6 separate regions of the Mus musculus genome follow, and all the other regions are linked to region 3. The links are chromatin contacts, called in public promoter capture Hi-C maps. All regions are on one chromosome and are shown on one strand. Each heading gives the region's core, a stretch centred on a gene start, on an enhancer-like site or on the middle of the called end of the contact. The rest is flanking DNA. Distances are from core to core; before and after follow the strand shown. Region 1 holds the start of Tyw3 (tRNA-yW synthesizing protein 3 homolog (S. cerevisiae)). Region 2 holds the start of Asb17 (ankyrin repeat and SOCS box-containing 17). Region 3 holds the start of Pigk (phosphatidylinositol glycan anchor biosynthesis, class K). Region 4 holds the start of St6galnac3 (ST6 (alpha-N-acetyl-neuraminyl-2,3-beta-galactosyl-1,3)-N-acetylgalactosaminide alpha-2,6-sialyltransferase 3). Region 5 holds the start of 5730460C07Rik (RIKEN cDNA 5730460C07 gene). Region 6 holds the start of Acadm (acyl-Coenzyme A dehydrogenase, medium chain).

The links. Promoter capture Hi-C pulls out the DNA fragments that hold promoters and counts their contacts.
Region 1: a promoter capture Hi-C map of pre-B cells shows a contact between it and region 3, with 2.6 times the contacts expected there. The contact joins the promoter of Tyw3 here to the promoter of Pigk in region 3. A contact is called at or near these places in 5 of 39 promoter capture datasets (the C10 cell line, the HPC-7 cell line, embryonic stem cells and 2 more), 1 of 484 Hi-C or Micro-C datasets (CD4 T cells) and 2 of 9 other capture datasets (adipose tissue and liver).
Region 2: a promoter capture Hi-C map of hippocampal neurons shows a contact between it and region 3, with 5 times the contacts expected there. The contact joins the promoter of Asb17 here to the promoter of Pigk in region 3. A contact is called at or near these places in 4 of 39 promoter capture datasets (hematopoietic stem and progenitor cells, hippocampal neurons, liver and 1 more), 1 of 484 Hi-C or Micro-C datasets (bone marrow-derived macrophages) and 1 of 115 datasets of contacts at active chromatin or transcription factors (embryonic stem cells).
Region 4: a promoter capture Hi-C map of pre-B cells shows a contact between it and region 3, with 4 times the contacts expected there. The contact joins the promoter of St6galnac3 here to the promoter of Pigk in region 3. A contact is called at or near these places in 2 of 39 promoter capture datasets (hippocampal neurons and pre-B cells), 2 of 115 datasets of contacts at active chromatin or transcription factors (astrocytes and stem cell-derived neural progenitor cells) and 2 of 9 other capture datasets (embryonic stem cells and liver).
Region 5: a promoter capture Hi-C map of hippocampal neurons shows a contact between it and region 3, with 5 times the contacts expected there. The contact joins the promoter of 5730460C07Rik here to the promoter of Pigk in region 3. A contact is called at or near these places in 9 of 39 promoter capture datasets (cranial neural crest, embryonic stem cells, hippocampal neurons and 4 more) and 1 of 9 other capture datasets (embryonic stem cells).
Region 6: a promoter capture Hi-C map of pre-B cells shows a contact between it and region 3. The contact joins the promoter of Acadm here to the promoter of Pigk in region 3. A contact is called at or near these places in 12 of 39 promoter capture datasets (the C10 cell line, the HPC-7 cell line, HPC-7-derived erythroid cells and 7 more), 2 of 484 Hi-C or Micro-C datasets (B cells and regulatory T cells), 1 of 115 datasets of contacts at active chromatin or transcription factors (pro-B cells) and 3 of 9 other capture datasets (adipose tissue, embryonic stem cells and liver).

Annotation. Positions count from the first base shown.
Region 1 is chr3:154,594,602-154,598,356 of GRCm38.p6, reverse strand. It overlaps Tyw3 (tRNA-yW synthesizing protein 3 homolog (S. cerevisiae)), which reads left to right and starts at 1,259. Exons shown (of 6, transcript NM_172474.5): 1 at 1,259-1,504. The coding sequence starts at 1,331. Cryz (crystallin, zeta) reads right to left here and starts at 1,646. Exons shown (of 9, transcript NM_009968.4): 1 at 1,073-1,646.
Region 2 is chr3:153,842,530-153,846,146 of GRCm38.p6, reverse strand. It overlaps Asb17 (ankyrin repeat and SOCS box-containing 17), which reads right to left and starts at 1,900. Exons shown (of 3, transcript NM_025758.4): 1 at 1,414-1,900. The coding sequence starts at 1,814.
Region 3 is chr3:152,712,094-152,715,478 of GRCm38.p6, reverse strand. It overlaps Pigk (phosphatidylinositol glycan anchor biosynthesis, class K), which reads right to left and starts at 1,379. Exons shown (of 11, transcript NM_025662.5): 1 at 1,252-1,379. The coding sequence starts at 1,344.
Region 4 is chr3:153,723,333-153,726,780 of GRCm38.p6, reverse strand. It overlaps St6galnac3 (ST6 (alpha-N-acetyl-neuraminyl-2,3-beta-galactosyl-1,3)-N-acetylgalactosaminide alpha-2,6-sialyltransferase 3), which reads left to right and starts at 1,648. Exons shown (of 5, transcript NM_011372.2): 1 at 1,648-1,736. The coding sequence starts at 1,719.
Region 5 is chr3:153,790,139-153,793,865 of GRCm38.p6, reverse strand. 5730460C07Rik (RIKEN cDNA 5730460C07 gene) reads left to right here and starts at 1,779. Exons shown (of 3, transcript NR_045801.1): 1 at 1,779-1,984; 2 at 2,431-2,576; 3 at 3,080-3,727.
Region 6 is chr3:153,943,370-153,946,785 of GRCm38.p6, reverse strand. It overlaps Acadm (acyl-Coenzyme A dehydrogenase, medium chain), which reads left to right and starts at 2,143. Exons shown (of 12, transcript NM_007382.5): 1 at 2,143-2,390. The coding sequence starts at 2,361.

The sequences.
Region 1 (3,755 bases), core at 10-2,509, 1.9 Mb before region 3:
TACTAATGAAGTGCAGAGGGCCAAGGTTAGGGCTAGCGGCAAGGAACACTTGTTATCCTCTTGCTGAGGGCTTCATTTGGCTTTCCAGCACCAACTTGGTGACTCAGGCTCGAAACCTATTCTAACTCCAGTCCCAGGAGATCTAATACCCTCTTCTGTCCTTTGAGTGCACCAGGAATACACACGGTGTGGAAAAAAGAGCAAAATAAAATAAAATTGATTTCTAGAGAGAGTTTTAAATGAAGACTAAAAAAGAGGCCTCATAGTTATAAAATGTACTGCCACTGTTCCAGAATGGCTCATGGAAGCTTGTGGCTTACTATTAACTTGGAAACACGAATAAATGATGAAAATTAAAGTATCCAGTCCAAGTCTTCTGGCTATATGATGTTGTCACGGTCTTGCTTTCACACTGATCACTCTGTACCCCTGCAGCATCTCATGGACAGGGCAGGCCCCGCTTCAGTGTGACAGAATGCTGCTTGCTACAAGCTGCATTTCCTAGGGCAGGAGCCAGCGGGGAGTTATGGTGGCTTCAGGGGCTCGAGGTGGACACGAAGTCCACACAGTGGCCTCTGCACTTTCAATCATTAACAGGTCTTTTCTGGTCACAAGACTGAGGCAGGAACTCTGGGAACTGTAAATGCGCAAGATGTAGTTAACAATGTATTAGGTTTTTCTAACTCTGTCCCTCTCTGTGTCCCTCTGTCTCTGACTCTCTCTAGGTCTCTCTTCTTTCTTTTGAAGACTACTGTAGGTGGGTGCCACTATGTCTAAAAATAGGAATAACAACGCCCACTGCATACACACCGGAGGACAGAACACAGACCTCCTCTACCTGCACCTGGGAAGTTGTGAACCCGGAGTTGGGGCGCGAGTGCCTGGGTGGCGGCAGAAATCCCCAGGCATCAGTAGGCAGCTACCCCAGTCGGAACCACCGGCCGCCTGCTGTGCAGTTCTCCAGTGCAGATAGATCTCCTGGAGCCTAGAACTTGAAAGAAAGAAAAAAAAAAAAAAAAAAGCCTCCCGGCAGACAAGAGTAGGACCTTGCTTGCGGTCCTGGGTGACTTACCCTCCTCTAGAGTAGGAAACAAAACCTCCTAAGCTCCAGAAGGTCTGTGGGGAAAGAGGTGGGCTGGCTTTCCCTAACTTCGCTAGGCTCCCCCTCTCGGTTTACGCCTGTACGGTCTGGCGGCGCACGTCTTGCTCCTGGTTGCGCCAATGGGGAACTTTGGTCCTCTCCGGCCACCGTGGCGGCAATATGGCTGCGCCCATGGAGAAGAAGGCGCATTCCAGAGCAGAAAGCCGACCCCAGCTCGCTCGCTCGCTCATGGACCGTAGCGCGGAGTTCGGCCGGTGGAAGGCGCAGAGTCTGAGCAAGGCGGACCTTAGCCGCAAGGGCAGTGTGGACGAGGACGCGGTGGAGGTGGTGGAGCTCCTGAACTCGCGGGAAGAGTTTTTCACCACCAGCTCCTGCGCAGGGCGCATCCTCCTTCTGGACGGGGTGAGGCCCGGGCCGGGGGAGGCTGTGCAATGCTAATGCGTCCTCCGGGTGATGGTGGAGCTAGCTTAAGTGGCGAAGGCTGGGGATTGGATTTACAGAGCGCTGGAGGAGCTCGAGTCTCCAAGTCCCTTCGGTCACGCTCGCCCTCGAGCCGCGCTAACCCAATCACTGTCGCTATGAGATGGGCGCCCGAAGGTTAAGGGGTCGCTGCCCCCTGGTGGCCGGTGTCATTATTACAGCCCTGGGCATTTTAGCTCTAAATGAAACAGTACTGTAGATACATGGTCAAAGCCCCTGGCTGCACGCTCTCATCCTCTTCCTGTCCCACAACACAGGATAACTAGACAACACGTGAAATAGGGTAATTTATTTCCAACATTTCTCATCGTGCCTGGCCCCATATTGCTGGTTAAAAGTCGCTAGGTTCCGCTTGGTTCTTCACGTACTGAAGTCCCAGATTATCGAGGTCTGTTCATGTTTATATTGCTTCCACCACTCCCGTTCTGTTCATGGACACTCTTGCTCACAAGCTAGCTGCCCACACCTCTTCTACAACTGCCCTGCCTGGGTTTATTCAGACGAGTCTCCAAAACACTGTTGTCTCTTCTCCAAGCCATGTTTCACAACACATTCATATGTATATGCATATGAGGGATGCATACACATATATGTATAATATATTTATAAATGTATAAATATATATGTATATACTATGTGTAAAATATCTATAATGAAAACATATTATAATTATGATTATACAAAATATAATCATAATAGAATATGATATATATTTTATATATTTTCATTTTTAAGCAGAATTTACTTTAGAAAATCCAAATTTATATTGTTCTGTAACCTGCAATCCTTTCCTCATTTTAACCAACTGCCAAGATTGAACTATTTTCTTTAGTTACTTGTCTTTGTCTTGTTCCTGTTCTTCATTTAGGAGTGGCAGAGTACTGAGAACCGAACTTAGGGTCTCGATCATGCTCAGCAAACACTCTACCACTGAGTGAAACTTCCAGCCTCCTCCCTACCTTTTGTTTTTTTTTTTTTTTAAACCTTCTAAAACAGGATCTTTCAAAGCTGCATAGACTGATCTTGAACACATTTAATAGACCAAGAACTCCTGGAACCTGTGGTCCTCCTGCCTCAGCTTCTGGAGTAGCTGTCCTATAATGCTTCCCCTATATCTACATAGCTGAGACACGACTCTCCAAGCTCCACTGTTATGCCAGACACAGAAAGAGGTGCAGACAAGCACAGTGCCCACTTAAGAGTGGCTGTCCATTCTGAGTTGTCATAGGATGCTTTCTGAACCTTGTCTAGCTTATGTATCTTATACTTGGTGGCTATTTATTTTTACTCTGCTTTATTAGAAAAGAAGGAAAGTGAAAAAAAAAATCAGGGTGGAGAAAACATAGGTAAGCCAGAGATGTTCCAAGTCGTGGTGTGACATTGTGTACATTTGCTAAGCATAAACCACTCATTTGGCTCGGAGGTTGTTTATAACAGCCAGCCCATGTTCCTAGAGCCTCACTATGAAAACCGGTCGTTCAGGGCCCACGCTTCCCCCACCAGCTCCCAGAGGAGCCTCCAGAGCTTTGTGTGCGTGGTTGTTGTAGAGATGCGGTGGTCTTCATGTGTGTGGTTTTCTGCTCTCCCTTTGCAGACTCTGAGGGAAGGATCTGTATATACCGATTAGAATTTGCAAAGAAGCAGTGTTTAGGTCGCTGTTGGAATGACAGCCTCTCCAGAGCTTTGACACATTGCTCCTCGCTGCTTTGCATATGCAGTCTACTTTAGGGATCTCAAATACATTTCCATAGTGGTGAGGAACATGTCGAAAGGTGTGCCCATCCCAGACGTCAGCAAATGGTCGGCCTTCCGTAGTGTTAGCCACCCTGTTCTACAGGAGGTGCCTTCTCCCTTTTTCACTTTTTTATGGTGAAATACTGCTAACATATAAGTCCTTCATCCTTTTCTTCCAGCAAACACATGCCCAGAGAGGCTTGTGACCCAGGGTAGGTGTGCTCAGCTGCCATTCATAAGATCTTGGGTTTCATCCCCAGCAGCACAACACAAACACAGAAGCAAACCAAAAGCACGCCCCTGTTTCTGAAGACACCTGAGTACTTTTACCATCTGAGCCCTAAGTTACTTGAATTGATTTTTCTCCTAGGTTATCTTTACCCAAAATACACTGAATTATTTTTCAGTCATCTTTCTGAGTACTAACTTAAGAATGCCC
Region 2 (3,617 bases), core at 651-3,150, 1.1 Mb before region 3:
TTGCCTAGTGAAACTGTGGGCATGGGAGTAGGAATGGGCACGACAAGCCTTGAGTTCATCCCACCACCACACACTTAGGAATGTGTCAGTCAAGATTCACTTCCACTCTCATTTTCCATTAAAATGTTTCCTTTCCTTTGTCCAAGTTTAATTCTTCATTTCCTCTATCTTATTACACTTTTCTTGTCCACTTGCCTGACCAAAGACACTGGGCTTTAAGCTAGTTACTCAAAGCTGTAAGTACATAAAACAATGTTTAAAATGACAAAAAGTCCTGTCTCAATTAGGGTTTCATTTCTGTAAAAAGACACCATGACTAAGGCAACTCTTACAAAGGACAACATTTAGTTGGGGCTGGCTTACAGGTTCATACGTTCAGTCCATTATCATCATGGCAGGAAGCACTGTAGCATCCAAGCAGATATGGTGCTGTAGAAAGAGCTGAGAGATTCTACATCTTGATCCGAAGGCAACAGAAGGGGAACTGCCTTGTGTAGGCAGTTAGGAGGAGGCTCTCTTCCACACTGGGTGGAACTTGAGCACTAAGAGTCCTCAAAGCCTGCCTACACAGTGACACACTTCCTCCAATAAGGCCACATCTCCTAATAGTGCCACTTACCATGGGCCAAGGATATTCAATCCACCACAAGTCCTATGGGGGGAGGGAGTTATTTACTATTTCTAGACCCCAGCTACCCATTCATGTGCTGGGATGATCATTCAGGAACACAGTCCTGCATGCTCTGAGCGGCAGAGTGATGCAGCCAGGATGCAGGGCTGCTCCCAGCAGAACCCACCCTGCCTGGTCTCTGACCTGGGCCTTGTGTGTCGCTGACACCTGCTCCTGCCACTGCAGAGATTGTGATGCATAAACATTTTCCTGAATGAAGGAGCCAATGCACATCTGTTCTGATCGGGCCGAGAACTGATTAGCATTGGATCAAACTCTTGAGCTATAAGACAGTCACCTGGAGCTTTTAGTTTCGTGACATTGTCAGACAGATTGACAAGTTCGGGCTGTAAAAAGTTGGCCTGTAAGGACCATGGTTTTCACTGAACTCAGTTGTGGAAGAATTGAAATAAAATTTATTAAGACCTGACACAACGTAGCTGTGTTGACTGAGCACCACTCGTGATAGGAATGTTCTGAGTGAACCGTACGCACACTGCAAGTGTACACTCTCAGGAGACCAAAAGAAGTGGCCGCAGTATGGCGTAAGGCAAGGTCTGTTGCTTTTTAAGGAATTTTCCATGCGTTTGCTAACATTGCTTTCCTTGAGCAGATCCAGCATGACTTGATAGTGCGCACTACAGGTAAAACCCAATGACACATTCCCACCTCACAAGCTGAGCTAAGCAGACAGCCCTGCCCTCTCCCAGACACACCTCTCTCTGGACAAAGCATGAGATTACCTCCATATCAGCGCCAGGCTGCAGCTTCTGTCTTGGACATAGTCCTTCGTCTTCTTGAGAAGCAGTTCCACGAAGTCAGGATTACCTTTCCTGGCGAAAACCCAGTACAGAATGGTATTCACGCATATTTCAGTAAACTCAAGGTTAAAGTTGAGTTCAAAACGGTGTCCTGACTTTTCCACAAAAGCAATATAGTCCGTGAGGAGTATGTCAAAGCCGTCCAAGTCAACATACCTCAGGATTTTTGCCAGGGTTCTGTAAATCCTGGGTTCATAGCAGTGGTATCCCCATTGGCCCAGAAACTGCAGAGAGGGCCGCTTAACTATCTTGTCAACAAGGTTACAGAATATATTGCTTCTTGGAAAAGACGTCTTCCGGCATAATTTAGAAGAGTTATTCATTGCTTCTTAAGGGTAGGAAGAGCACGGTGGGCAGTCATGCTGCCATTCCTCAGTCACAGGCCTTGATAATGTGGGAGGCTCTACTCCAGACGCAGGCGTGCCCCTCATCAGCCAGAGGGAAGGCAGCAGGGTGACATCACAATACCTGCAGAGCCGTCATCAGCCCGGGTCAGAAACCTGAGGCGGTTGTGAAGTTGGTGACATATGAAAAACCTAAAGGATAGCAATGGCATGCAGGAGAGCTAAGAGGAAACTTTACAAAGATTCCACTCTGTCTATGCCGTGTGTCTCTCAGGTGTGAGAAGCACCCTGTGTACATCACACTACATATTAATATTGATTAGTCATGTGACCCTAGTCAGGTACAGCTCGTGAGATCTGCGTGAGTGCTGCCTTCTCTTAGGCCTCACTGGTTCGTTCCCGTGTAGGAGGGAGTCTGCCATCCCCACACGTGACACCCTCGTAAATAAAATCTCGAAATGTGGTTTTGGAATGTTTTTTCTGCAAGCCTGGCAGAAAGTATATAATTGGAATATCATTTAAAAAATAAACACATGGTTTGATATTAAGTACATTAGAAATGCAATTACTTACATAATATAAGGATATAGATTAAATTTTTTAGCCCTTTAAAACTTCAAATCTAGGCTGGACATATAGTTTAAATGGAGAACCCTGGTTTCTGTATTTCAGAGAACAGAGTTGGTCCAGGCATTGGTAAGGATGAAGACCTGGGGCTTCCTATTCTGTCACTTTGCTGACATACCCCATTTCTATATCTTAGATGAAGCATATTACACAATAGATAACAGCTCCCAGGGCCAGTGAGACAGCTTAGTGAGTAAAAGTGTGATGTCAAGCCGAGAAACCTGCGTGGGATCCCAGAACCCAGATGTTAGGAAAAAATGGATTTCTGCAAGTTACCCTCTGAGCACATGCACACAGTGAGATCTGCATATAAACACACACACACATACACACACATTTACACACACACACACACATTTACACACACACAGATACACATACACACACACATAAACACATACATACTTATGCACACATGTACAGAGATACCATGCTTACATACAAAAATAAGATGCAAATCAACATTAAAAACACAACCCATGAGGTTATTGAAATTACCACTTAAAAGTCTTAGTGCATCATTGACTTTTGAGAGACAGGGAAATCGATGGGTTGGATTAATTGGAACATATTTAGTTGGGTTTAATTCTGCAAAGTTTTCCAATGTTTTGTTCTGCCACAATTATGTGGCTCCTTTTATCATTACTTTTATATCATGATGAATCTTCATATTCATCTATAACCATACTTGATGTATGAACTAATATCTTTTGAAAGATGTTTAAATGTTGAGTGTTTCTATCTAGAAACTTAAGATGGACATTCAATTATTTAAGTCTCCCTTTCAGATCAGCCAGTTATGACTTCCTTTTTGAAAGGGATGTATTTTCTTATGTATCTGTGTGTGCATATATGCAGAGGCCAGAAGAAGGCAAATGGCCTTGTCTACCAGTCTGAGCCTGTTCCTTTCAGGCGTACTCTCTCCCTGCGCTCCAGTGATCCTCCTGCCTCAGATCTGGACTCCTGTCCTCATGATTAGAGAGCCTGTTGAACTCTCTCTCCAGCCCAGAGTTTCCATGATTTCCTTCATCAACAACCTTGATACATTTCTCCATACATTTGTTTGTTTCTATGTACTTTATATGGTTAGTAAATAGTTGGAATGGAATTTTTCCATCATATATCTAGCTGTTCACTGTTGAAATGTTAAAAAAT
Region 3 (3,385 bases), core at 130-2,629:
AAAATTGAGCGGTACATGACACTGGGGCAAGTCAGTTTGCACTTTAAGCTTGAATTTCTCCAAAAGAAAATGAGATTTGACCTAAATAATCTCTAGCGTCCTTTCTAGGCTCAAACTTGTTGCTCCATTGAAACTTTACTGAGAACTCTGTAGCAGCAATGTAACGTTAATCAGTCAACATTTAGTTAACGGAGCACCTTCTACGTGCCAAGCACCACGGAATACGGTGATAGGAAAATCACCAAAAGGCATGCAATCTTCTCTCAAGCACATCAGAGTTTAATACAGGTGGACATGTAAATGCACTGCACTACAATGTACAATTACGGATTCACTGTATGCTTAGACATCTATCCTGTCGGGGATGACAGCAGATCACAGTGCGTGCCTTCATCAGAGATTACTGTCCAGTTAAATAGACACACGTTAGCAAAGAACTCACCACACAATATATAAAGACACCAAATGTGGTCTGTAATTGTAACAGGGGAACATGACTTTGTAAGGGAAGGTTTCCCTACAGAAGTGACATTTTGGGCGAATACCCAAAAGATGAAAAGACAATTCCAGACCAAAAAAAAAAAAATTGGGCCAATGGCAAAAGGGTCCCAGTGGTTTGTGAAACTGAAAGCTTAACAAAGCTAGACATTTAAAGAAGGTGTAAGAGATTTCAAGAAGGGGTCCTGAGTGACATGATCAGGTCAGCATTTGAAAAGTTACTCCGTCCTCAGCTCAGAGAACAGACTAAACCAGAACTGCCCCTGCTGAGTTAGGAGACTAGGGCAGCCTCGGTGATAAACTTGGACGAGGTGTTTTTACAGTGTGTGCTGACGCCCGGGCAAGCAGGTCTAAAAAATAATGCTAGAAATCCAAGTCGCGTCGCTGGGGAAATCGCTGGTAACAGCATCGTAAAGAAACCAGACGTCCTGCAGCCTCAGGGAGGAGGAGGTCAGGGCGGAGGAGCAAAACACCAAAGCCATGACAGTCCCCACGCGTGCCCTGCCTGTCACAGGAGCAGAGGACCGGGTCCTCCTCCCTCGTCACCGCTGGCTTCGCACTCTTAACAGGGCGTTCTAAAAGGCTGTGTCCGGTCCCTGTCCTCAGGACGGACGGTCCTGAATCCCACAACACAGCCCGGGGAGGGAAGACGCTGCAGGCGGCTGCCCTCAGGGGCCGTGCGTCCTGCACCTGAGGCGCTCACAGTCACACGGTCCTCCCTGGGGTCGGTCCTCAACAGACACCGATGCCTACCTCGATGTGTCCAGCGGCAGAGCTGCCGAGAGACAAGAGCGCCAAGGCGGCCAGGGTAGCCACCCGCAGAGTGAGGAAGCAGGGGGCCGCCATGTTTGCCGGCTTCTCACGCCCCGAAGAGCAAAGGGGCGGGGCGAGTGCCGTAAAGCAGCGCTGCCGCTGCCGTGCACGGGGGGGTGTGGTTTGGTTTGTTCTTCCCATGGTAGTGGCCTTGAGTTGTTTTAGTTTTTGTTTTGTTTTGTTGCTTCATTTTGTTGTTTTGTTTTGTTTGCCACCGCATACACCTTCCTCCATTCAGGTTCTGGAGTGGCCGGGGCAACCTAATTGGAGAATTACTTACTCAGCTATGTTTCTAGGTTTGTTTTGTAAAATAGACACAATATTTAAGGAGGAAATTTTAAAAAGATAATTTGGGGATCCACAATATTTGATGTTTCCCTTTGGTGTGGTGCTATCAGTTAGTTGGCTATGTGGTCCAAGATTTCTAAATCTTAAAGGACGACAAAATGGAAATATGATCACTGGGGTTTAATGACTGCCAACCTACAGGGGAAAAAAAATGGGTTCAGTGAAGGATGTTGCTTCAAGAGATCAAGTCAGAAAGAGGTGGCACCCAACACCTGCTTCTGGCTTCCATAAGTGGGCCTGTAAACACACACACACACACACACACACACGTACACACACGTACACACACGTACACACAGACACCATACAGAAGGGAAAAAATATACAGTATTTCTGGTCATTCTGTTTTCTAATTTTGAAAAAAATTTTTGTTGTAACACTATTACTCATCCATTTTAATTATTCTTTGAATATTTCTTTTAATTTTTTTTGAGACAAGGTCTCATTATGAAGCCCTGCCTGACCTAAAGCTACCTTGAACTCACAGAGAGACCTGCCTACCACTGTCTCCCACGTGCTGACATTAAAAGCACGTGCTACCATGGCCAGTTTTGCTTGAAAGTGTTTTGTGTCCTTTTTGTTTCACACACACACACACACAAAACAACTTTAGTTTTTGGATTTTATGTAACGTGTATGGATATTTTTCCTACATATATGCCTAAGCACAATGTGTGTGCATTGCCTGCAGAGGTCAGAAGTGGACATCAGATCCTCTGGAACCAGAGATGGTTGTTAAATCACCACGTGGGTTCTGAAAACTAAACCCAGGACCTTTGCAAGAGCAGCCAGTACTCTTAACCACTGAGCTATCTCTTCACTCCCCACAAAAGCCCTTTTTTTTTAATTGGATATTTTATTTACATTTTTAATGTTATCCTCTTTCCATGTTTCCCCTCTGGAAACCCTCTATCCCATCACCCCTCCCACTGCTTCTACTACAACAGACTGACCTACACTGACAGCATTTCCCTACACTGAGTCATCTAGCCTTCACAGGACCAAGGGCCTCGTCTCCCACTGATGCCCAACAAAATTATCCTCTGCTGCATATGCAGCTGGAGCCATGGGTCGCTCCATGTGCACTCTTTGATTGGTGGTTTAGTCCCTGGGAGCTTTGGGGGGTCTGGTTGGTTGATATTGTTGTTCTTCCTACAGGTTGCAAACCCCTTCAGCTCCTTCAGTCCTTTCTCTAACTCCTCCATTGGGGTCCCCATGATGAGTCCAATGGTTGGCTGCAAACACCCACCTCTGTATTTGTCAGGCTCTGGCAGTGCCTCTCAGGAGACAGTTATATCAGGCTCCTGTCAACAAGCACTTCTTGGCATCCACAGTAGTGTCTGGGTTTGGTGACTGTATATGAGATGGATCCACAGTAACCCTCCAAAATCTCTGAGGAGAAACCTGCTCAGCAGGTTCTTCTTGAAATTCATGTAAATGAAGCATTCCCAGGCTTACCCCCCCACCAATAACATTTACCCACCTTGTAAGTCCCCACACACTCCCCAAGATCTATACAGCCCCGTATAAAGTTGAACTGTCTCACTGAAGTTGATCCCAGAAGTCAATGCATTGGTATTCTTAGCTTTCTGAACCCTGGTCCCCCACTTCTGCTCCCTTTTTCCACGAGGGCCAGTGGCGAACAGCCTCCAAGGAGAAGAGAAAGTCACAGTGAAGCTGAGGACAAACAGAAAAGCTGTCAGGACAAACACAGCAACCTGTGTGC
Region 4 (3,448 bases), core at 399-2,898, 1.0 Mb before region 3:
GGCTGATGCAGATGCCTTGAAGGGGTGTTGCTTACTAGCTTGCTCCTCATGGCTTGCTAGGTCTGCTTTCTTATAGAACCCAGGACCACCAGCCCGGGGTGGTCCCACCCACAATGGGCTGGCCCTCCACATAAATCACTAAATAAGAACATGCCCTACAGGTTTTCCTACAGCCTACTTCTTCTGGAGTCATTTGCTTTTCAGTTGAGTCTCCCGTCTCTCCAGCGAGTCTAGTTTGTGTCAAGTTGACATGAAACTAGCCAGTACACCTGCTAAGACCATTTATTAAAGCTGCAGTTTGAAGTATGCGATCTTTACCAAACCATACTTATAAAATACATGTGCCTTGAAGGCAGAGGGAGGGGTGGGAGGAAGTGGCAACAGAGAAGAGTTTAGTCACCCTGGAGACAGACAGAGCTTGCCTGGGAACAGGCAGTTTGAATAGGACTCTAGTCTTTTCAGTATCTTCCCTGTGATTTCTCCTGTTGAATGTCCTGAGCAATTCCTGTCTGTTGGTGTGGGAGCCATCTCATGACCCTCGGTCACTCTCAGATCACATGCTTTCCCTGATGCTGTGCAGGCCAGCTAATCTGCGAGGGAGATGACTTTAAGGTAGATGTTTTGGGGAGTAATTTAAAGACTTGTGTGACTTCTAGACAGCAGGAATTTGTGTATCTACAGACCTTTCCTCTCTCTGGGCATAACCTCTTCTTGTAGAAATGATTGTTCTCTTAGCAGGTCTGGTTTGGGACACACAGAGTCCATTAAGGACCCAGAGAGGACCAGGTTCCAGTTTGCCCATGTCACCTCTTGGGTAAATCTGCACTGCTCTTTAACACAGGACAGTTCATGGTGGAGGTCAGGACCTTCCTAGATGTCCAGACTTAAGAGGAAAAGCTAATATGTAACTTGGTTGTTGAAATTTTAACTGAGTTCTCTAAATTCCAAGATAGTAGTAGTGAGTAGCAAAGTCCTGTGCATCATACTCTGTACATAGGTGTACACACATGAACATTATCTTTATACATTGTGTACATAAGCATTTTACGAACTTGCAACAGAATACAACAGTCACAGCTGCATATGTTTATGTGCCCATATGCTACACATGCTGTGCACAATGTCACATTGTGTGAAGATTGTGGCTTCTTTTTTGAAGACCAAGAGTGTTCAATCTTTCAGCATCTCTAGTTGTTTGTGTTTTCAGGTTGACAGACGATCAATCATAACAAGAGACGCACACCACAGAATTCTGCAGTGCCCAAGGGCTAGCCCTGGGCACTTCCAGCTGCTTTCGAAGAATCCTGTGATGGGCCCCATGCCTGCATCGGAATGGTGCCAAACAAAGCTAACTTTTTGGAAAGTGGCACATCTGTGGGTTCTCTGATGGGCGAGTGCAGCTGGAAGGGCCACCTTCTGTCCTCAGGTTAAGCAGATCTGGGTCTGCTGCAAGCCGGGCTTTACATACCTCCATCTGCAGAAGGGTTTGGAAAAAAAGGTGAAGTAGTAGCAGCGGTGGAGTAGCAAGCAGTTGCGGGCTGCACGGAGGGCACGTGACTAGGGGCGGGGCCTCGTGTGGCGCCAGCCAGTGGCGGGGCTCGGGGGTGGGGCCTGAGCGCGCAGCTCCCGCGGCCCGGCTCGCTCTGCGGGAATGTGGGCTGGAGTGGTCCAGCTGCGGGGCCGAGGTGCAGCGAGCCACAGGGTCGATCCATAGCGCCATGGCCTGCATCCTCAAGGTAACAGCTCGGCGGTGGGCCGCATGCGAGCTCCGCCTGCTGGGTGCGCCGAGGCGTGGAGCCCGCCGCGGTCCCGCCGCATCCTCAGCCCGCCCGTCTCTTCCTGGCGTCGGCTTCCTTTTTGTTCCTTTGGCCAAGGCATCTGGGTGGGAGACTATGTAATGTGCGTTGGGCACAGACTCCTTGCCTGCACTGCTGCCGGCTGGCTCCTGTCTGGAAGGAGCTGGGCAGGGAGCGCGCGGCGGCGTGCCGAATGATGGGTATAGCAGGCGGAGCAGAGGGTGCTCCGAGACTTGGGTCAGGGCAGCCCGCGGCCTGTGGGGGGCCATGGGCTGAAAAGGAGTGGCCCAGCATGGGTGAGGGGCACAGCGTTTGAGAGGAGGAGGAGAGGGTGCAGAGAGCCCGCAGCCTTTGCTCCCGGGAACACATAAACTTCTAGGTCTACAGGTAGCCCTGTAGGGATGAGTTTTCTGGGGAACTAGCTCCAGGTGCCGGGACTTAAGTTGGAAAAGTTCATTAGATGGACATAGGTAGAATGTTGGACTTCCTTAGGCTCACATGTGAACAGACAGTATCTACCCAGAGTCCAGCCCTATTTTGCTGAGTTCTTTCAAGCCTTGGTACATTCCATGTTCTTAGTGACTCCTTAGCCACAGGCTTGAAGGCTTTGCGTGGACCTACTTGGTGAGGACCTTTTCTGGGAAGACTTGTTTCCAACTCACCGAGAAAGTTCACTCCCTAGCCTGTTCTGGTTTTTCCTCGCTGTCCTTATTCAGTTGCCCAGTCTGACTCCGTGGATCCAAACTTGAGCAGCATGAAGGTTTCCCATCCCGGAGAGAAAACTAAGGTGTTCGGTTTCCAGCCCCGAGAAGGTGCTGTGTGACCAAGGGCCACACAGAACAGTCTTGTGTGTCGTAGCACTTAATATAGTCTTGGGCTGCTGTTGAAGTTGTACCAGTCATCCTTCCCTCTCATGAAGCGAGGCAGCAGACCCTTATTGTGACTTTCCTGAGCTTGCCGTTTGTTTTGGAACACTTTCCACGCCTTTTCTTTTCTTTTTTTTTCCCCAAGGGTGGCAAAGTTAGGAGGAAATAATCCATTGGTATCACAGAATGCAACTTGAACTCACAGGAACTGGAACTAGGTCACCACATCGTCTCTATTTATTTGTGTCATTTGCTAAAAGGAAATCAAGGCGCCTGCCATGTCCTGTTGTTGGTCATGTCTTCCTCTATTGGTTTTTCCCCTGTCATGCATCTTCTGTCTGTGTGAGTGTGCTTGCTCTGGAGTGGTGCTGCTGATTGGACTTTTACAAATGCCAAGGTCCTGTCTGGTCACAGGGCTATATCCCCAGATCCCTCGAGGCATCTCTAGTGCAGATCCAAGGGCACACATAGATCTCACCTGTCATCCCTCACACAGAGGAGCCCCTCCTTACTTGCCTTCAAACCCTAACCATGAATCAAGATGAATAAAGATTAAGCAAATTCATCAGAATTCTGGCTCCGCCTCCGGTCACCTGTGTGGCCTTGGACAAGTTACACGACTCTGAATACTAAGTTGTTCAACATAAGATCAAAATAGTCACACAAAGTCTGTCAGGTTGCTACGGAGATGGGGCAAGAAGGACTTAGGGATACAGGTGTGTAAAGCCACTGCTTTCCTGATGTTTAGTAATGATGAGTTAGTTACATCATTCTGAACCCCCAGTC
Region 5 (3,727 bases), core at 530-3,029, 1.1 Mb before region 3:
TATTAGTAGAGACCTGTGTGGAAGCCACCTGGGCCTTTCTGGATTGCAAAGCTGTCACTCAGAACCCCGCCCCCAGGCCTGCAGCACGCAGAGCCCCTTACTTTCAAATGGTCACTCGTGGGTTTCCACAGAGCTGTCTCCCCAGTCAGGGGTGGAGGAGTTTAAGGACTTGGTCCTCCTGTATTCAGTCCATGACACACTTACTTGGATCTGGAACAAATATTTAACAAAAGAGTCTCATTCCTCTATGATTGCTATTCAGAAGTCCCCCAGGTATATGTGGTATGATGTATGAAGCTCCTTATTAGAAAAGCTAGAAACATTGGAAATCTGCAGTAATGAGGTTGTGTTCTTTCTCCCAGTAATGACTGACAGCTGCACTTTGCACGTGTGCGCATGTGCTCACGTATGAACACGCTGCAGTCAGGGGTGAGGCACCTGCATGTATTTGAACATCTTCCTCAGTCACTCTTCACCTAATTTTTAAAGACAGTCTCTCTCTCTCTCTCTCTCTCTCTCTCTCTCTCTCTCTCTCTCTCTCCCTCCCTCCCTCCCTCCCTCCCTCTCTCTCTCTCTCTCTCTCTCTCTCTCTCTCTCTCTCTCTCTCCCCATCTCTCTCCCCGCCCCCCCCCCGCCACCCAGAACTCATCGAACTCATCACTTTGGCCAGACTGGCTGTCTAGTGAGCTCCCGGGATGTCCCCGTCTCTACCTCCCATGCTGAGGTTCCAGACATGCCTTCATGCCCATCTCAAAACTCAGGTTCCCATGTTTGCACAGCCGGCACTGTACTGACAGTGATCTTCACAGCTGATAACTGATAGGTTTTTAGTTATTAAGATTATTAATATAATTACAACATCTCTCCCCTTTCTTCCCTCTAAACTCTCCCACATACCCCTCCCAAATTCATGGCTTCTTTTTTCACTAATTATTATTGTATGTAAATATGTATGTATACACATGTACATATATGTTCTATACATATATTCCTAAAGATGACTGTTTGGTCCATACTTGTATGTATATTTTATATATGTGTGTATGTATATAATATACTTGTATGTATATTTTCAGAGCTACCATCTGGCATGAGACAACCCATTGGTGTCTCTTCCCTAGGGAAGACCACTCTCTCTTATAGCTTCCCTCGGTTGCCCACAGTTCCTCACGTAGGCTTGAGACCTCGTGCACTTTTGGCTTGTTCATAGGTGTCATCCTTGCTCAGCTCACACTTGGGTAATAATAACATTTTATTTAAATGCTGATCTCATAGACTCTTTGAGAGAATCCGGATGACCTGTAGGGATCCTTAGACCTGTCTGAGACCTGCAAACCTAAAGCAAAAGGGACCCAAAGGCCACCGAGGAGCCAATTCTGATGTACACGTAAGGGGCTATCACAAGCTCTCCAGCAGGGACTCTCACTGTCCCTGCAGCAGTGGGTCAGAAGGGAGAGCCCCAGGTTTAGGGGAGAAGGGTATTTATTGTGGTTACATCAAGCTTGGGGAATTTCCATACCGTCCAGCACGTTAGTGTTTTAAAAACTGCATTTCTGATGTAATCGGCAGGAACTGAACATGGGGTGGGGGGAACAACTGACAATCAGGATGGCTAGGTTATCTACTCTCTGCAGGACATCTTAGGTTATCTTGACTTTGCTATTGCAGCCTGACTGGCTATTGTCACGGGGTGGGGGTGGTGACATGAGATGTTCGCTCAAGTGGACTTTGTAGTTTCCTTCCTGGAACTGGAGTTTAGCCCCTGGTCTTGCACACAATGGAGTTTCTTCAAAAATGGAGTTGGTTGAGCTTTACAGTCTTCGAGTGTTACAGCTCTACACAAAGGACATAGACATTAGTCACCAGGCATAAGCTGGGATGATCAGATCACTACAGAGCTCCTCTGCCATGCTTCATACCCACACTGAGCACCGTGGAAAGATCTGGAGATTGCTGTGAGTGAGCACATTGCGTCTTGGAGCAGGTATTATCAGGCTTATGCACGAAACGCCACAATTCAGACAGCAAAACAAGGGAGAAAAGATATGACAGGGGTGGGGTGGAGTGGGCGTGTGGTGGGGGTGGAGGATAGGGCTTGTCCCAGTTGATAGAGTACTTGCCTGTTTTGCACAGAGCTCCTAGCTTCCATCCCTAGCACCACACACATGGGTGTAGCTGTGCAAACCAGCACTCAGGAGGCAGATACAGGAGGATCAAAAGTTCAAGACTGTCCTCAGATATATAATGAGCTCAAAGCCAGCTTAGAGGACGGGAGAACTTGTATCTTTAGAATAACTCAGTCATAGAGCAATGAAGGAGCAAAAACAGGATGCATATGATGATATGAATCAAGGGACCTGGAAGTAAAGGGTGGAGACGGCTTTGGTTGGCTCTGTGGGTCAGGTACCCACATCCATTCTGATCCCACAGGTCAGCTTTGCTCATCCAGGGAGAGATAGTGTGAGCGGAGGCACCACCCACTGGAAAGCATAGACTCCCCTGTGTCTAAAGCCGCGTGTAGCCCAAACACCAGTGCTGTGCTTCCCTAGGAAAATGATTTTGACACTGTCACTGTGGTAAGGAGCATTGTGGGTGAGTGTGGCCAGCCGCAGAATAACCTTCACCTCAGGCGCTTGACCTGGGACACTGGAGTACAGTGTTGTGAAGGTGGGGAGGGGGAGGGGGAAGGGAAGTGAAGGGGAGGGAAGGAGAACTCCCTTCCACTTTGCAAGCACAGGAAAGCCAGCTCTTCTCCAGACAATTTAACAACCCTTTCCCTGATGTTCAACATCAAAACTGCATCAGTGATTGGCTTCTGCAAAAGATGTCATGATAATGATTATTCCATGGCCTTCCATTTCCGTTTTTCATATTAATATTCTTGCAATACGATTGTTGAGGTTTATTTTTTATTTATTCTTCTCTTATACATTACATCCCAACCACAATTTCCCCTCCTTCCATCCTCCCAGGACCCCCCCACCTACAAACACACACACACACACACACACACACACACACACACACACACACACTTCCCCTCTTCCCTAGACCCACTTCTCCTTTTCCCCTCTAAAAGAGCAGGCCGCCCAAGGATATCAACTGAACCCAGGATAACAAGATTCAAGAAGACAAGGCACAAGCCCTCAGATCAAGGCTGGACGAGGCAACCCAGCAGGAGGAAAATGTCCCAAGACCAGGCAGAAGAGTCAGAGATGTTCCCCCTCGCACTGCTAGGAGTCCCACGGAAACCAAGCTGCAAACATAACGTACATGCAGAGGACATAGCTCAGACCTATGCGGGCTCTGTGATAGCTGCTTCAGTCTCTGAGAGCCCCATGAGTCCTGCTGATCTGATCTTGTGCTTCCTTCCTCCCCCTCTTCAATGGAGTTCCCCGAGCTAGGTCTAATGATTGGCTGTGGGTCTCTGTGTCTGTTCCCATCAGTTACTGGATGAAGCCTCTCTGGTGACGATTGGGCTAGACACCGATCTATGAGTATAGCAGATTATCATAAGAAACCATTGACACCCCATACCCAATGGCCTTTAACTTCAAAGTGCTAGAAGACCACCAAAGCAGGTTCTGATGGGCTGAGCTCTGGCCTGCAGGGCTCGACTGAGGCCTCAGCGTGGCAGAACACTGGCTAGCTGTTGGCGGGAGCATGGAAAATCAAATTCCCTCCTGTGTAGGCAGAGAGAATATTGTTTTGTTTTTATGCTGGTCAA
Region 6 (3,416 bases), core at 894-3,393, 1.2 Mb before region 3:
GAGTTGGAGCGTGTTATGTTCAAATTAGTTCTGAGACTAATCAAATTCTTAGAAATTGCTCTTACCCAAAAGCTCCAACTCTGTGCTGGAGAGATGGCTCAGCGGTTAAGAGCACTGACTGCTCTTCCGAAGGTCCTGAGTTCAAATCCCAGCAACCATATGGTGGCTCACAACCATCTGTAATGAGATCTGATGCCCTCTTCTGGGGTGTCTGAAGACACCTACAGAGTATTTACATGTAATAAATAAATAAATTTTGCCGGGCGGTGGTGGCACACGCCTTTAATTCCAGCACTTGGGAGGCAGAGGCAGGCAGATTTCTGAGTTCGAGGCCAGCCTGGTCTACAAAGTGAGTTCCAGGACAGCCCGGGCTATACAGAGAAACCCTGTCTCAAAAAAAACAACAACAACACTCCCCCCCACCCCAAAAAAAAGCTCCAACTCTTCACTTGGGCTCAAAGATTGCTGAGAAGGATAAAAGTCTGCTACCTTCATTTGCATCTGTTCTCTTAACTTTGGGTCCAACTCCTTAATGCTATACAGTCAGTCAAATATTGTAAGATCGCTAACCCTTGTTATTCCTGTTTGAGAGTGAATGTGAGGTGAAGCAAACACACTGTACCAGAGACAGAGAGACACGCTCTCAAAGCATCTCTCCAGGCTACCCCAAAGTCTCTGTTCCAATGAAGTAGCAATATCAAGATGCTTAATGGAAACAGAGCAAAGAAGGTCATATTTACATCAAAGTACTTTTCAAATACTTTAGTAGAAATGTTACAGAAAAAAAAAAAAAGCCATAGGCTTCCAATGCTATCTGACAACATTTGCCATCTGGTTGGTGGGAGGTAGGTGTGTGCCTGAATATTCTAAAGAATGTACCTAATGGTCACAAAGCTGTTAGCTTACACATAAAGGAAGGCAATAAATGGCTGCCAAGGAGGCTAAAAATGGCACAGATAATGTTGTTTGTGGACCTGGAACATTCCACAATCAGAGGTTTAAACAGCTCATCAGACTAGCAGGCCATTCAAAGGAAGATACCTTTTTCTGGAATGTTCCCTTACAACCATTAGAAACTATGTTTCAGGAAAGATTGTTGATGTTGAAAGATTAATCTTATAGATCTGAGCATTTATCTCACAATGGAATCCACATACCTTTTCTAGGCTTTGGTGTGCCTGACAATGCTACAGGTAAGACAGAGAGAAGATGAGAATTTTTCATTGTTCATTAGTCTCAAAAATAAGCTCCTGTCTCCCAGTTCCTTGAAGCAGAGAGCAAGAGGACTATTGACAGCTTAATCTTTGGCAACTAAGGTACCCAACACTAAGAAGTTTTATAATCTCTCATCTTTATAACACCACAGCTACCATCTCAGACACAAGGTCTAACTGGAAGACAATGGGAATTTAAGCAAAGTTTACAAACTCATGAGCAAAATTTCACTCCCAATGTTCACTGTCTGGGGAGCTTTTGGATAGGCTCAGCTTGGGTTCCCAAGGATGCTTCCCACATCTATATAAGTGGATAATAAGTAGCCTTGAAAACGTTCAGAAAAATAGATGAAATAAACACTATTGTGCTTTGGTTTGTTTAGGTTTTGCTACTTGGCTCTCGCTGGCCTCAAACTCGCAGTGATCTTCCTTCTCAGTCTCCTGGCACTGAGATGTCTTAGTCGCCCTGGCTACACATGCAGCTAATTTCCTATTTAAATTTTAAGGAGTACAGACTACCTATCGATCTAGCCCAGAATTTGTTGTTCCAGTGAATACCGGAGCCATAAAGAATCTGACTCTCCAAGTAAAGGTCACAGCTGACTGCTAGAAACGTCTGGCTGCGCCCTCTGGCCTAGATTCGGGTCCAGCTCTCCCGGGCAGCCCTCTGGAAAGAACGTGACCTTCGGGCTCCGGTGACACTGGGCACACAGTCTTCTTCTCCGGGCCAAGCACAGAAGTTTAGGCTCGGGCAAGGTCGGGAGCAGGACGCATGCGCAGAGGGCCTTCAGGCCACTCCCTCTTCTGGCCCAGGTCCGGACCCGAGACCCTCCCTCATCTAGCCCCGCCTCCCAGGCCACACCCCTTGAGCCTGCAAAGACCACGCCCAAGGTCTTCTGCTTGGACCCGTCATCCCTCTGTCTCTCAGCCGAAGTCAGTCTGAGAGCTCAGACCTCATCTGTGTGTAAAGGGACTCCCTAGGCCACGCCCCCGAGGTCTGCAGACTTTGACCCGCACGCCTCCGCACCCCTAGAGTCTAAGGCCCGCCCCTCTCCTCCCTCCAAGCCACGCCTCCTGGGGGCGGGACCCCCGTCCGTTTTGCTTGCTGCACGGAGGTGGTCGGAGGCAGCAGATCGAGGAGCCATCATGGCAGCGGCGTTCCGCAGAGGCTGCAGGGTGAGCGGGTGACCGGGTGGTATCGGGAGGGTCGGCCCTACGCGGCCTGGGGGAAAGCGGGAGCCTGCGGGCGTCCCCCCGCGCTGCCTGCCGCCCTCCCTCACTGATCTCCGGGCTCTGACCCCTGCAGGCGTGGCCCTGCGGACCTGCTTCATTCTGGGTCAATGGGCTCAGCCACTTCTCTCCAGTCACCCACGCTTCTTGAAGGGAACCCGGTGTCAGAACCCTGCTGTGGCAGAGGCGATCACTTCCAAAAAACTTTGACTGTAGTCCCACCCCAGGAAGGCATCAGTGTGTGGTTCTGTAGCCACGGGCGTGAACAAGTGTTAGGATCCAAACAGGTTGATCCTGGGTGTGCACAGAACACAGGCACAACACGAAGGAAAGGGAAGTGGGCCGCTCCGCTCGCACCAACAGGGTTAGGACGCCTGTGGTTTTGTGATGTACAGGCACCCTTCCAAAAAACAAAAGGGAGACAAGCCTACCGAAGAATTTTCATGAAGCTTGCTTTCTAAATGTTGTACCCTGCAGAGTTTTGTCTCCTAAGCTGTTTTAACCACTAGTTTGTTATATTAGCGATGTGTTCGTACAAACCTCCATTTATACCACCTAAAACTGGACTGAAGTTGCCTCTGGCACCGAAAGCTGTAGTTTTAGAATTTACAACACCATTACTATACAACTCAACAGGTTCTGAAAGCAGAAATTGAAGGGTTTTAAAGTTATTTTTTATTCTGACAACAGAACTACAGGTTTCTTGGTGCCTCCAAGGACAAGAGAGGGAAAGTCTAACACCATAACAAAACAGAAAATGCATTCCTTTATCCTATTTTTCACACCGGGATAAAACCAAGAGTCAAATTTCTAAGTAATTCGTTACTTAGTTATGCTGTAGTTGCGGGCTTGAAGACTAAAGTTAGTAGTGTTCCCATATTGGAATTCCTTGGTTTTGGCAGAGAGCCAGGAATAATAAACGCAATTCTCTTCTGACTTTAGAGTTTCAGAGTGTCGTCGTTCTTTATATTG